Regions from separate parts of the Muntiacus reevesi genome. Here region 1 is linked to region 2. Evidence: chromatin contacts called from public Hi-C data. All regions are on one chromosome and are shown on one strand. The core of a region is the stretch at or near the end of the contact, and the rest is flanking DNA. Distances in the headings are between cores, read along the strand shown. Region 1 holds the start of SLC16A11 (solute carrier family 16 member 11). Region 2 holds the start of YBX2 (Y-box binding protein 2).

Evidence for each region. Hi-C and Micro-C count contacts between places; a contact is called where the count stands out from the background.
Region 1: a contact with region 2 is called in a Hi-C map of muscle, with 4 times the contacts expected there. The contact joins the promoter of SLC16A11 here to the promoter of YBX2 in region 2. A contact is called at or near these places in 2 of 3 Hi-C or Micro-C datasets (blood and muscle).

What each region holds. Positions count from the first base shown.
Region 1 is chr18:35,120,908-35,127,765 of mMunRee1.1, reverse strand. SLC16A11 (solute carrier family 16 member 11) reads right to left here and starts at 1,975. Exons shown (of 4, transcript XM_065909195.1): 1 at 1,787-1,975; 2 at 853-996; 3 at 1-688. The coding sequence starts at 946. LOC136149175 (C-type lectin domain family 10 member A-like) reads right to left here. Exons shown (of 10, transcript XM_065909208.1): 10 at 6,580-6,849. The coding sequence ends at 6,693.
Region 2 is chr18:34,962,004-34,968,914 of mMunRee1.1, reverse strand. It overlaps YBX2 (Y-box binding protein 2), which reads right to left and starts at 5,220. Exons shown (of 9, transcript XM_065909784.1): 1 at 4,944-5,220; 2 at 4,233-4,296; 3 at 2,796-2,829; 4 at 1,889-1,978; 5 at 1,035-1,319; 6 at 763-866; 7 at 322-499. The coding sequence starts at 5,220.

The DNA.
Region 1 (6,858 bases), core at 726-3,225, 160 kb before region 2:
CCCACCAGCTCCGGGAGCACACAGAAGATCAACGGGGCGTAACTTCCGGCGCTCAGGCCGTAGGCCCCAGCCGCGGCCAGCAGGGGGCCCCCCCAGCTGTCCTCGTTCCCCACCACCGGCACCAATCCCACCGCCAGCAGCCCCAGGCCTGTCAGAGCCCCGCATATCGTCAGCAACCGAGGGAGGGGCACCCAACCCTGGTCCGCCAACCAACCGCAGAGGAGCCGAGCGCCGATATCCCCCATCGCAGCCGCCGCCACCACCAGCGCCGCCCCATACCCGCCCAGGCCCCGATCTAAAGCGTGAGGAGCCAGGTGCACGTAGGGGATGAAGTAACCGACCCCCACTAAGGCCGTGCCGAGTGTCAAAACTAGGAAGGCCCGGCGTCTGAAGAGACCGAGGCCGAGGGCAGCTAGAGGGCTTCGGGGTGGGGCCAGGGGGTCGCCAGGAAGAGCAAGGGGTCGTAGCAGGGCGCCACAGGGGGTGAGGTGGAGGGTGACGGCTCCGAGGAGGAGCAGGGCGCCCCGCCAGCCGAAATTATCAAGGAGGAGCTGTAAAGCGGGCGCCAAGAGCAGCGAGGAGGCCCCGTTGCCCGTGAGTGCCAGCCCCACGGCCAAGACTCGACGGCGGGAGAAGTAACGGGAGACGGTCCCCAGGGCAGGGGCGAACACCAGGGCCCAGCCGGAGCCTGTGAATGGATAGAACCGGGTAAAGAGAGAAACCAGGGATGCCAGGCCCTGCCATCCCAGCTCTGTTTGTCGCAGGAGGCCCCCGCCCTCTTGGCTTCCGTACCCGACAGGCTCCTAGCTCCACCATCACCCCCTTAAGAACCCGGGTATACCTCTCCCTCACCAGCAAGGACGCCCAGGCCAAGGTAGAGGTGCAGCAGACTGTGTGCGAAAGCCGAGAAGACGAAGCCGAGCGAGGTGAGGACGCCCCCAACCATCACGACGGGGCGCGCCCCCCAGCGGGTGCTCAGGGCACTGCCCACTGGGCCTGGAAGGGGGCGGAGTCAAGGGAAGACACGCCCCCTGGACCCCCAAACTCGCTCCAACACTTCTCATTGGCTGTTTTCCTGGCCTAAACTTCTCCCCCGCCTTATAGCAACACCACCACCACCCCGCCCCGCTTCATCTCAAGACCTACTCAATTTTATTTTAGAACTTAGAACTCTAAATTCGACCTAGCTCTGAAGGTCGAACTCTAAAGGTCGATTTTTCTTAGGTTGTTTGGTAACCAGTCAGGTGTGTCCCCTACCACTGCTCTCACGGCACCTCCACCGACCCCAGTTCCTGCCTTCCACCTCGGGGCCCCTCCTTACTGGCTGCCTGCTGCACTGCCAGGGCCAGGGCGCTGACCCATGCCGTCTCCTGAGCGTTTCGGTCAAAATACTCCGCGAAGTCAGGGAAGGCGAGGCCCAGGGAGCGTAACACCCCGTAGGAGAGCCCATTCACCGCGAACCCTGCAGCCACCACCACCCAGCCCCAGCCCCCGTCCGGGGGTCCGGTTGGCTTGGGGGTCATCGCCTCCTGCGGAAGGCGGAACATCTGTCAGAGAAGTCGCCACATCTGTGTCTCCTTTAGGGACCTGAGCGTACCTGAGATCCAGCCCTGAGCACGGCAGAACGGAGGCGGGGGTTGTGTGTGTGTGTGGGGGGGGGTGGGGGTGGGGGGTGATGTACGGGCCTTGGGCTAGAACTCCAGGTTCGCGCCGTACTAGAGCGGGATAACAACCAGATCCCCCAGTTCTGAGACTCCCCCTCCCACACGCACCAGGTTCCCCTTACCCGACCTCACCGGGCGATCCGGGGGAGGGGAAGGGCGAAGAATGGCTCGGCCCGGTTTTCTCCCCGCTTCCCCGGAGGGCGGGGCCTTAGAGAGGAGCAAGTGCAGAGATGGAGCCCCACTTGGACAGGCTCTCAAGGTAAACAGGGCGCCTGAGCCACCTGGGACGCGGAGGGTGCCGAGGGCGGGAGCGAGCTGAGACAGCCAATCCACCGAGCCGAGTCCCACGGGGATTGAATTATCCATTTACACCCCCAATCCCGAGGAAGGGAGGGGCGAGGAATGAACACCTCCCCGCCCATGCCCACGCACCTGCCGCTGGCTGCGCACCCGGGAGGTGCATGGATTGCAATCGCCAGCCTCCCCAACGTTGGTAGGCAACGCACGGGGTGGTTGCGTGGTCCCATAGGAGTGGGACCCATGGGGGTGGTCCTCACAAAGCCTGAGGGGATGAGTAGCTCCAACGTTCTCAGGGAACGTTGCTGGAGAACCTGGTAAACCTCGGGTGTTAAATCACAGACCTCCATGCAGTGCATGTTGCGTGCTCAACGACAATACGCCCTCCAGGACAGAGCGGCAGGAAGAGGACTTCCTTGTGATGGGCCAGGGACATATACACGTCATGTTGCATCTTCACAATCACCCTGTGAAAAGGTGTTCTCCCCATTTTACAGATGAAGCCACTGAGACTTAGAGAAGTTAGGTGATTTGCCCGAATCACCAAACTTTAAAAAAAAAAGAAAGAAGTATTTGAGTTTGGGTCTGTCCAACTGTGAAACCATCCAAGAACAGACCTACTACTGAAATAGAATCTGCCACCACGGAGGGAAACGTCCTGGAGACAATTTGATGCCAAACTGACCTGGAAATGGTAGACTGATTCTGAACTATGGGTTTCTGGGACTAGAAAGGATTCTTGAGATCAGAATCCCTGAAGATTTAGATGGGAATTTTAAAAACAAAGTAAGAAATCCGAAAATTGAACCCAGGTATTGATTTCTTGGAAAAACTTTCCTTTTTACATTAAGATTAAGGTTATCATTGATTTACTTTGAAGCAAGGGATATGTTCTCTGGTGTAATTATTAAACAACATCAGAGAAAACCTGGCAGTTTGCATTACAGTTTGGCCGACGGCCACACTACCCAACAGCCACATGGTGGCAGTGTTTCCTAATTGTTGAGAAACTCTGCAAATAAACAACTTAATTAGTGAAACTGTAAACTTAACAACACAATATGGTCTTCGAGGGCTCTCTACTGCCTATAAGAGGAAACAAAAGAAAACAAAACAAAATTCTCTACTTTGGATAAAAGCCTTTCCCAGTCAGAGGTATACCCAGACTATCTTTCCATCCCAGCCCCCCTCCCCTCTTTTCTACACTCTTCCATCAGATATTAGCAGCTCACCTGCTCTGTGGGCATTTCTAGCTTTTTATCACTCCTTAATTTTTGAATATGTCATGCTCTGTGCTTGAACTGTCCTGGAGGGGGTACAGGAGCCTTGCCATGTACCTACCACCCTAGGAAAGTGGTCTCACCAGCTTCCCTAGTCTGGGGTGCTATTGTGAAAGGCACCTGGAAGGCAGAACCAGCCTATCCTCAGACAACAGGGAGGGCAGGGACCCCACTTCCAGCAATGGCCCGAGAGGCCCCTGCTCCAATCTGAATGAGGCCAAGTGAAACAAAGCACTCCCTCCCCATGGTGAAGTAGAAATGCAGGGGGATGAAAGAGGAAACTGGGTCTTTAGGGCCTGGGAGTTGTACAAAGTGATACTGAGCACCTTTACAAGATACTTATGAATCCACACCACTATTCATGCCTGGAGAATCCCATGGACAGAGGAACCTGGCAGGCTACAGTCCATGGCATTGAAAAGAGTCAGATGCAATGAATGACTGAGCACACAAACACATTTTGTAAGAATTTTGTAAGACTATTGAGTAAGGATTACATCTCAATAAAACTGATTTTTAAGGTTAAAAAAAATCTTAGATTGGTGAGGATGTGGAGAAAAAGAAACACCCAGCTCTGTTGATGGACATGTAAACTGATAGAGCCAGTATATAGAAGTGCCTCAAAAAATTAAAAATAGAACTGCAGTGCTGGGCTGTGTTTAGTCTCTCCGTCATGTCAGACTCTGCAACCACATGAACTGTAGCCCAGCAGGTTCTTCTGTCCATGGGGATTCTCCAGGCAAGAATACTAGAGTGGGTTACCATGCCCTCTTCCAGGGGATCTTCCTAATCCAGGGATCGAACCCAGGTCTCCTTCATTGCAGGCAGATTCTGTACAGGCTGTCAAAGAGATATCTGCACTTATGTGTTCATTGGAGCATCATTCACAATAGTCAAGATAAGGAAAGAACCTAAGTGTCTATCAATGAGTGAATGGATAAAGAATAATATTATACTCCATTAGTTTGTTGTCCAGTGGCTAGTCATGTCCAACTCTGTGACCCTATGGACTAAATGAAGCATGTCAGGCTTCCATGTCCTTCACTATCTCTCAGAGTTTGCTCAAAATTTTTTCCATTGAGTCGGTGATGCTATCCAACCATCTCATCCTCTGTCACCCCCTTCTCCTCCTGCCCTCAACCTTTCCCAGTTTCAGGGTCTTTTCCAATGACTCAACTCTTCACATCAGGTGGCCAAAGTATTAGAGCTTCAGCTTCAGCATCAGTCCTTCCAATAAATATTCAGGATTGATTTCCTTTAGGATTGACTGGTTTGATCTCTTTGCTGTCCAAGGGACTCTCGAGAGTCTTCTCCAACACCACAGTGTGAAAGTATCAGTTCTTTGGTGCTCAGCCTTCTTTATGGTCCAAGTCTCACATTTGTACATGACTGCTGGAAAATAGTATATATGATCTATACATCATATATGCCTATATATAATATTCTATCATATAGCCCATATATATTGTGCATGCTGAGTAGCTTCAGTCATGTCCGACTCTGTGCGACCCTATGGACTGTAGCCCACCAGGCTCCTCTGTCCGTGGGAATCTCCAGGCAAGAATACTGGAGTAGATTGCCATGCCCTTCTTCAGGGGATCTTCCCAACCCAGGGATGGAACCTGCATCTCTTACGTCTTGTGCATTGGCAAATGGGTTCTTTACCACTTAGTGCCATGTAGGCAGCCCATATCCAATATATACATATATGTATGTATAAAATGACAGCATGTTATTCAACCTTGTGAAAGAAGGAAACCCTGCCATTTGCAACAACATGAATGGAACTCAAGAGCATTTATAATAAATAATGTAAACCAGATAGAGAAAGACAATACAATATGGTATCACTTATCTGCAGAATTATTAAAACAAGACAGAAAGTGGAAAAGTGGTTGCCAGGGGCTGGGGTTTGGAAGGGAATAGGAGGAGGTTGGTAAAAGGGAATAAATGTTCAGCTATAAGATGAATAAGGTCTGAGACTCTAACATTAAAAAAACATGGTAACCATAGTTGATAACACTGTATTGTATATCAACACCAATTTACAATATACTTTTGGGCCACACCAAAAGTCATCTCTACTCTTTAGTGCTGCCTTTTATTGTGTAAGGATTACACTTCAGTAACATTGATTTTTCAGGCTAAAAAAAACTTAGGTTGGTGAGGATGTAGAGAAAAAGAAACACCTATGCACTCTTGATGGCAATGTAAATTGGTACAGCCAGTATGGAAAGCATATGGAAGTTTCTCCAAAAATGAAAAAATAGAACTACCATATGATCCAGTAATTCCATTTCTGGGTTTATATCCAAAGGAAATCAAAGAGATACCTGCACTCCCATGTTTATTGGAGCATCGTTCACCATAATCAAGATATGGAAACAACCCAAGTGTCTATCAGTGGACGAATGGATAAAGAATAATATAATATTCTACCATATATACATATATAATATTCTATCATATATATATAAAATGACAGAATATTATTCAGCCTTGACAAAGAAGGAAATCCTGCCATTTGCAACAATATGAATTGAACTAGAGGGTATATATATCAAGTAATATAAGCCAGATAGAGAAAGACAGTACTGCATGATATCACTTATCTGCAGAATCATTTTTTAAAAAGTCAGGAAAAAAAATAGAAAGTGCTAAAGTTGTTGCCAGTGGTTGGGGGTTGAGGGGAAAAGGAAGAGTTTGGTAAAAGGGAACAAGTTTTCAGCTATAAGATAAAAGTCTTATAGCTGAGAATCTCAGAGAAGGCAATGGCACCCCACTCCAGTACTCTTGCCTGGAAAATCCCATGGACGGAGGAGCCTGGAAAGCTGTGGTCCATGGGGTCGCTGAGGGTCAGACACGACTGAGTGACTTCACTTTCACTTCACTTTCACGCATTGGAGAAGGAAATGACAACCCACTCCAACAACCCACTCCAACAACCCACTCCAACGTTCTTGCCTGGAGAATCCCAGGGACAGGGGAGCCTGGTGGGCTGCCATCTATGGGGTCGCACAGAGTTGGACACGACTGAAGTGACTTAGCAGCAGCAGCAGCAGCTGAGAATCTAACATAAAACATGGTGACCATAGTAGATAACACTACTTTATAATTGAAATTTGCTAAGAGAGTAGAACTTGTGTTCTCACCTAGGAAAAATAATAAACATGTAAGGTTATGGATATGTTCATTAACTGGATGCGAGAATCCTCTCACAAAGTATATGTATCAAATCCTGATATTTAAATATCTTACAATTTCATATGTCAATAAAGCAGAAATTTTTAAAAATATCTTAGGAACTCTAGATAGTCTTTTAAAAGTTAAGGGGAAAAAAAGAAACTCAAATCGATGGCAGTGCTCTAATCTCCCAGGGTTTATTGCTCTCCTACGAGGAGAAGGGTCCCCCTTCCCCACCCTGCCATTTCCCAGGCAGAGGGCCACTCTCTTAGTTGCCTTTGCTCAGTCCAGCCTCGCAGATCCAGTGGTAGAGTCTTTGGCAGGCATCGTCATTCCACTCACCATCGGGGTAGAAATGGGCACAGTCCTCACCCCCACCCAGCTCATGCCCATGAAAGTCATCCGGCTGGCCTGGCTTCCAGTTCCTGGGGGGG
Region 2 (6,911 bases), core at 3,971-6,470:
CCCATCCACAGGCTGGTGTGGGGGCTCCAGCAGAGCCGAGAGGGAGTCTGCAGGGTGTGATGTGGGCTCCAACGCCTCTGCTGGGCTTTCCTGGTGGATGGGTTGGCGGGTGGCTGCCAGGGATGGACCTGGCAGTTCTGGCTCTTGGGTGTCAGGCTGCCTTGAAGTCAGGGTTAGTGGGGGCAGGAGAAGGGGGGACAAACAGAGTAGGAAGGAAAGGGAAAGGAAGTCAGGAGTGGGGGAAGAAGGGACAGGGGGAAGTTGGCTCCAGGCTTTTCTTTCCTTCTCTGGCCCCTGACACGGACAGTCCCAGGTCCTCACCTCTGGGGCTGTGGACTGCCTGGGTCCCGGGGGCTGCTGCCGTCTCCGCTGGAAGTAGGGACGGTTTCGTGGGCGCTGGGGCTCAGGTCGGGAGCCGTCAGTGGGGCCTTGGCTGGGCTTGGTCTCACCATCCCCACCTTCTGTGGTGGGCTGCTGGGGTGGCCTGGGGCGGAAAGGCCTGGGGCGAGAAGCGAGGACCCTGAAGGGACAGGAGCCCAGTGCAGACCCCGTCCCTCCCTCCTAGGACCCCCCCCAGCAGGGGCAGACTAGCCTGCCTTCCCATCCCATCCCAGGGGTGCCTGCTAACTCTGGGCACCTGGGCAGTAATGGCTCAGTGGCCCAGCCCTCCTGACCTCTGGCTTCAGGCCCCTCCCCTTCCCATCCTCGGGTCCCCACACTGGCTGGTGAAGGGGAAGCCAGGGCCAAGAAAGGGAGTCTTACCTTCGGTACCTGGGCCGGAATCTGGGTGGGGGTATCCGCTCATCCCCCTGCTGCTGGTCTCCCTCCAATGGGGCTGTCTCTTTGGGTTCTACCCCGTCTGTGCCCTGGGGACACGCAAAGGCCGGGGGGAGCCAGGTGGCACTAGCTGCTTTGGTGTCCACAGCTCTTCCCAGCCCACCTCCCACCCTGCTTCCTCTGGGCTCCAGCCTCATTAACTCTGCTCCTTTTCCAGGATGTGGGCAGCTGGTTCCCATGTTCCCAGTCCCCCTCACCTCTATAGGCTGCTGCTGGTTGGGGGGCCGAGGGCCTCGCACGAAGCGCCGTCGGTAGAAGAAGGGTGGTGGGCGCCGTCGTCTGGGCCGCTGCCCGGAGTCTTCAGCACGCTCCCCTTCGCTGCCTGGCTCTGTTCCACCCGATGGAGCCTCTGCCACCATGGGTGGCGGGGCAGCTGGGCGGGGCCGGGGGATGAATCGGCGGAACCTGCGTCGGTTGGGGGCATAGCGGCTGCCCTTCACTGGCACCCCCCCAGGCCCAGTTACGTTAGCAGCTTCTGCGCCCTGGGGAGGAGGTGGGGAGGAACTGGTGAGAACCAGCTCCCATGACAGATGCACAACCCTCCCAGTCTGGCTTGAATCACTGTCTTCCATCCTTCCAGATAACTGCCCCCTCTCCAACTCCTGTAACTTCTGGTTCTTTCCATACTCCCCAGAGGAGCAGGGGCCAATGGTGTTGGGACCCTTCTGGAAGGGGCCGCATCTGCAACTGGTCCTTTTGAAATAACTGCCACTGGACCCTCATGAGACTTAGCCTGGAGGTGTGGTGGGGATGGAGAAAGAGGGCTGGCAGCAGGGGAGCATCTCCTGGAGGGCTGATTCTGAGAGGAGAACATGGGCACAGGTGCCCCATGGAGAACAGATGTGGGCCTGTTGAACTACAGAGAGCACCCTGACTGTGACAGGGACACCTTCTTTTGGACACCCCTTGAAGCAGCCAGAGCCTTAAGGACAAGTTCTGCTCGAGAACACGGTCCCAGCCCCATGGCCTGTGCTGCCCGGGCAGAGCCTGGGGGCGACCTCCAGGCCACCCTCCCCTGGTTTGGCAGGCTCTCCAACCGCAGCTCCCGAACCTTCTCTCCTTCCACGACATCGAACTCCACGGTCTCCCCATCCCCAACGCTGCGCAGAAACTTCCTGGGGTTGTTTCTCTTAATAGCTGTCTGGTTAAGGAAAGGCCAGGAGAAAGGTGAGAATGTCTGGGATCTCTCGAACCCCTGTGGGGCCCACCACCCACTTCCATTCTTTTCAAAATTTTACTTGTGAGCTGGGGCTGGAGGGTAAAGCAAGGAGAAGGCAAAGTTCATCAGGGGAAAAGCCACAAACTAGGGGCCTCTGAACAACTGTGTAGTTACCACGGTCCCCAGGACTCACTCCCTCCTCCCCTGACCCCTCAGGGATTTCCAGAAGGGAAGCAAGAAACATGAACTCAAAAGCCAAACAAAAGGCCAACAGTCTTAAGTTGCAAAGTGGGTAACAAATACTGTGTTTCTTACCTCAGTCCCACTGAGCATGCTTTCCACCAAAGCAGTGGTTCTCAAACTGTGCGTGCATCACTATCACCTGGAGAGCTAGTTAAAACAGGCAGCTGGCCCCTCCCCAAGCCTGACTGATTGGCTAGGTCTGGGGTGGGCCTGAGAATCCAGATGTCAGGAGATGCTGCTGGTGCGGGGGCCACACTTTGAGAACCACTGTGCCCAAGTAGCGCTAGCCTGTGTCCTTTCCCTCGGACAGGGCCTGTGATTCGCTCCTGGGATGTTCACAGGTCCCGTGCCCAGAGGGCAACAGGCACGTTTCTTACAGGGACAACCCAGCACAAGTGGGGCCAATGCAGTTAATACAGCACCTGTGGGATGGATAGGGAACTATTTCCTGGTGGGAGGTGAAAGCTGGAGAGCCAGGACTTGTGCTAAGAGGACAGTGGCAAAGACCATCAGGGATGGCGGGTTCCTCCCCTCAGAAAGCCATCTCAGCTCTTACCTGGTGAACAAAGACATCCTCCTTGGTGTCATTCCTGCAGGACAGGATGGGGTGTTAGGTGATGATTTTGGTAAGGCACTCACCTCTGTTGAGGCCTCCCTAGCTGCCCATTCCTAAAACCTGTGGCCCCATCCTCTCCACCTTCCATTGCTGCTTGGGGTTAAACAGGACCCAGAGAGTGAGACAAGAGCCAATAGGGCCCCCTGAAGCGGGTATGAAGAGAAGATCCCTAAAACCTCCATGAAAAACTTGGGCTTCATGAGGAAAGGGCTGCAGGGTTGGCAAAGGCACCTTGAAGGAGCTGGTTCAGCCTTTACCTGTGGAGCTCTCCACCCTCGGGGCACCTTAGAACCTGGTAGTGCTGGGTGTCACTCTCCCAGCCAACAACCCCTGCTCCCCACCCCACATCATGGGTGGAGAATTCCTCTCAGTCTCCTTCCTTCTGCAGTCAAGGAGGGAGTGAGTAGGAACAGGAGCAGAGGTGCAGAACACCTTTGAGGAGGGGAAAATGTGTCAGAAACTGGCTCCAAACAGCCCACAAAACTTTATTCTCAGCCTGGAGGTGAACCCCCGTCAGGCCCCCTCTCAGCACACCAAGAGATCAAGGGTGAGAAAGAAGATATTAGATCATTCTGTCACTACTTTGCCCATCACCCTAGTTTACCCTAGCACCCCAGTGGGGGGTGGGTGTGAAGAGGTCTTCCCTCAGAACCTTCCAGGAGTCCTCAGTTTCCAGAATTAGAGAAGGACCCTTCCCTAGAACAAGTGTTCTGGCTTTAAAGCACTTGGATCTGCACAAAGGTCAGCCTGCTAAGAGGGAACTGAGGCCTCCCAGGAGGGCTGGGCCGGGCAGGGTGCCTGGACTGGGGAAGGGCCCACTGGGGGAGACCTGACTCGGCTCAGAATCTGACACTATGGCCCCTCCCAGTTTGGGGGGTGCAGGGGTGCTGCACAAGGAAAGCAGCAGCTTCAGGCTGGACTGGTGCCTTCTTTCCCCAACCCCCACCAGACTCAGTCCCGTCAGGTGGGGGATTCAATGAGCTAACAGCTCTCTAAGGGGGATGAGTTATGAGAGTGCTATGTGTGCTGCCCGAAACAGGAAATGAGTGAGGATTCCGGCCGGAGGCACATTCTGCAGGTACATTCTGCCCCAAAGGCGGCGGCAAACTAAACCAGAAGGTGACACAGACCAGCTGCGAGGATCAGAGCCAGATTTGCCAACTTCCTAGATCATTAACCCTCTGCTGCCCTTGAAGATGTGGAGAAGGCTTCGTCATGCCCACATCTGTGCTGTGGTTAAAGGCTTTCAATCAGCATCAGCTGGACATTGCAACCATGTGCCTTGGCAGGGGTAGAGATGAGGCTGGGAAGGTGTCCAGTCCCATAGATCAGTTTGGAAGACACCCATTCCATCCCCTCCCTGGGTTCCTCAGATACCTGTTGATGAATCCGTAACCATTCCGCACGTTGAACCATTTGACAGTGCCCAGGACTTGGATTGCTGCCAGGCAGAGATGCAGTGGGGGCAGTAAGATAGGGGGAAGAGATGGAGTTGGACTCAGTTTTGGGACACTCCAAAATCTAACCAACCTATTATCTATTAAGCTAAACTTCATGCGAACCAGGTTTTACCCAGTAGCTCCAAGGCATTCTTACCCAATTCCACCAAATGCAACCGGCCATAGAGCGGGGCTCAGGGTTTCAAACCTCTTCCGATTCTAAGGCATGTTCCTCACATCCTACAAATCTAGGCCCTTAACCTAGAAGCGGGTACTTACCTGGTCCACGAAGTTCCGCCCTCAGGCCATAACTGGGGTCTCTCTAGCCCTATTTTAAGGGTCACTAGTGCACTTGCTTTCCGGGCTCAGATATTTACCTAATACTAGCCAAAAGCAACAAGATCAAGTCTCCCACCCCGGGGGCGTGGCCAGACCCTAGCTGGACCGGCCAGCCACTCCCTCTCACCCAGGAAGACACTGCAGAATTTCCCACTAGGGAAACTCACTAAGGTCCGCTGGTCCTTTGAGCCTCGAGCCATACCGGCCTTCGGCTTTCCGGACCCCGCCGGGCTCCACGATGCCCCTCCCCCAGCCCGTCGACCCCCCGCCTCCCCCTTAGAGCCGCCGTGGCACGCGCCCCGCCCCTCACCCAGCACCGGCTTGTCCGCCTGACTCCGGGCCGGGGGCGCGGGGGTTCCCGAGGCCGCCGTCGCCAGGTTGCCAGGGGTGCGGGGGCCTGGCGCCGAGGGGGTCCCAGCAGCTGGGCCCGAGGCCGTTCCGACCCCGCCGCTGCCCGCCCCGCCGCCTGCTTTCTGTGGCTCCCCTGCGGGCACCGGGACCACCACCGCTACCACCCCTGCCGCCGTCGCGGGCACCGTCGCCGCGGGGGCCGCTGTCGCCACCACTGCCGCCTCCGCCTCGCTCATCCCGCCGGGTCCAGTACCGGCCCCCGCCGCCACCACCACCACCACCTCCGCCGCCGCCGCCGCCACCGCCCCGGCCCCTCCCCCTGGCTCGCGAACCCACCGCCCCGCTCTGTCCTCGCGCCCCGAGCCTAGCCTGCACGCCGGCAGCCGGCCCTGAACCGAGGCCAATCGTAGCCCGCAGCCGCGGCGCGTGCAGACCCCGCCTCCCGGCCACAGGCCAATCCTAGCGGAGCAACCCCAGGGCCCGCACGCCAGCCCCGCCTCCCGAACTTCGCGCGGAGGCTGCGGCCCCCGCCCGCAGCCTAGTAAGTACACCTGGGCCCCGCCCCGAGGCCACCACGTGACTGTCCCAACCCAACCCATTGGCCGACGGCCGCTTTCCCCTCCCCCCTCCGCCCCTTTCCACCGGCCGCGGGAAATCAAACGGGCTGGTCGCGCCCCAACCGCCACCTGGCCTCTACGCGAAGGGCGGGGCGAGGGCGCAGCTCCAAGGTTGCCCCTGACAACCCGGGCGGGGGCTTGAGCCCGTAACCTTGGTCCTGGCTGTGGGCTGCACGGCTCTAGAGACCACCTTTGCCCGCACACCACCGGGTGTGGTTGCTTTCTCCCAGCCTGCCCGACCGTCTCCCTAGAGGATGCCCTGTACCCTGGTCTGCGGGATCAGCCCGCGGGACCAACCAGACTTTCCCAGGTCACGGTTGCTCTCTCAAGCCGAGCACTCTCACACTTTTTGGGTCGTTTTTGACGTACGATTTACATACAGCAAAATGCACAATTCTTCGCTGAGTTTTGATAAACGCGTTCATCTATGCAATCAACACCCTAATCAAGGTGTTTTTCCCTTGCTGTTGAACCCTTTCCGGGCAGGCCCAGACTCCTCACAAACCATCGCTGACCTTTTCACCGGAGATCAGTTTCAGGATCCACAGTACTGGGTGCTTTGGTCTCCAGCTGGGCCTCGCTCTCCAGCTCCCTGCCCTCTCCCTGGCAGCTCCCTTCACCTTTCTTTTATCCAACTAGCCAGGCTCTTCACTCAAGCCGAAGTGACATAGTGACACTATGTCTCTATAGGTGACTTCTTCAAGTACCATCTTATATATCACTCCTCACTATCACTTCATCCTTTACTTTTCTCATGGCAGTTTTGGAAATAGAAATTGCTTATTTACATTATTCCTGCCCCCTCCGAAACTCTAGACAGTGAACTCCATGGCAAGAACTGTGTAGTTATGTCTGACGCCTGGAACAGTCTGGCACAACATAGGCACTCCCTATCTCTTGAGCAGATAAATAGTCCCCATTCCACAGATAAGGCTTCCCTCATAGCTCAGTTGGTAAAGAATCCGCCTGTAATGCAGGAGACTCCGGTTCTATTCCTGGGTCGGGAAGATCCATCCCCTGGAGAAGGGAAAGGCTACCCTACCCACTCCGGTATTCTGGCCTGGAGAATTCCTTGGGCTGTATAGTCCATGGGGGTCACAAAGAGTCGGACACGACTGAGAGACTTTCACTTTCATTCCACAGATGAGAAAACTGAGGCCCGGTGCGAGGCTTGCCCCGGGTTTCTTGGGAGCCCTGGCGTCAGGCTTCAAAGCCACAATCTCCCACCCAGAAAGCTGTGTCTCCAGAAGTCTCTCCCGCCGAGGGCAGTCTCCCGACCCCAGCAGGACGCGTATTTTTAGCCGGGACAA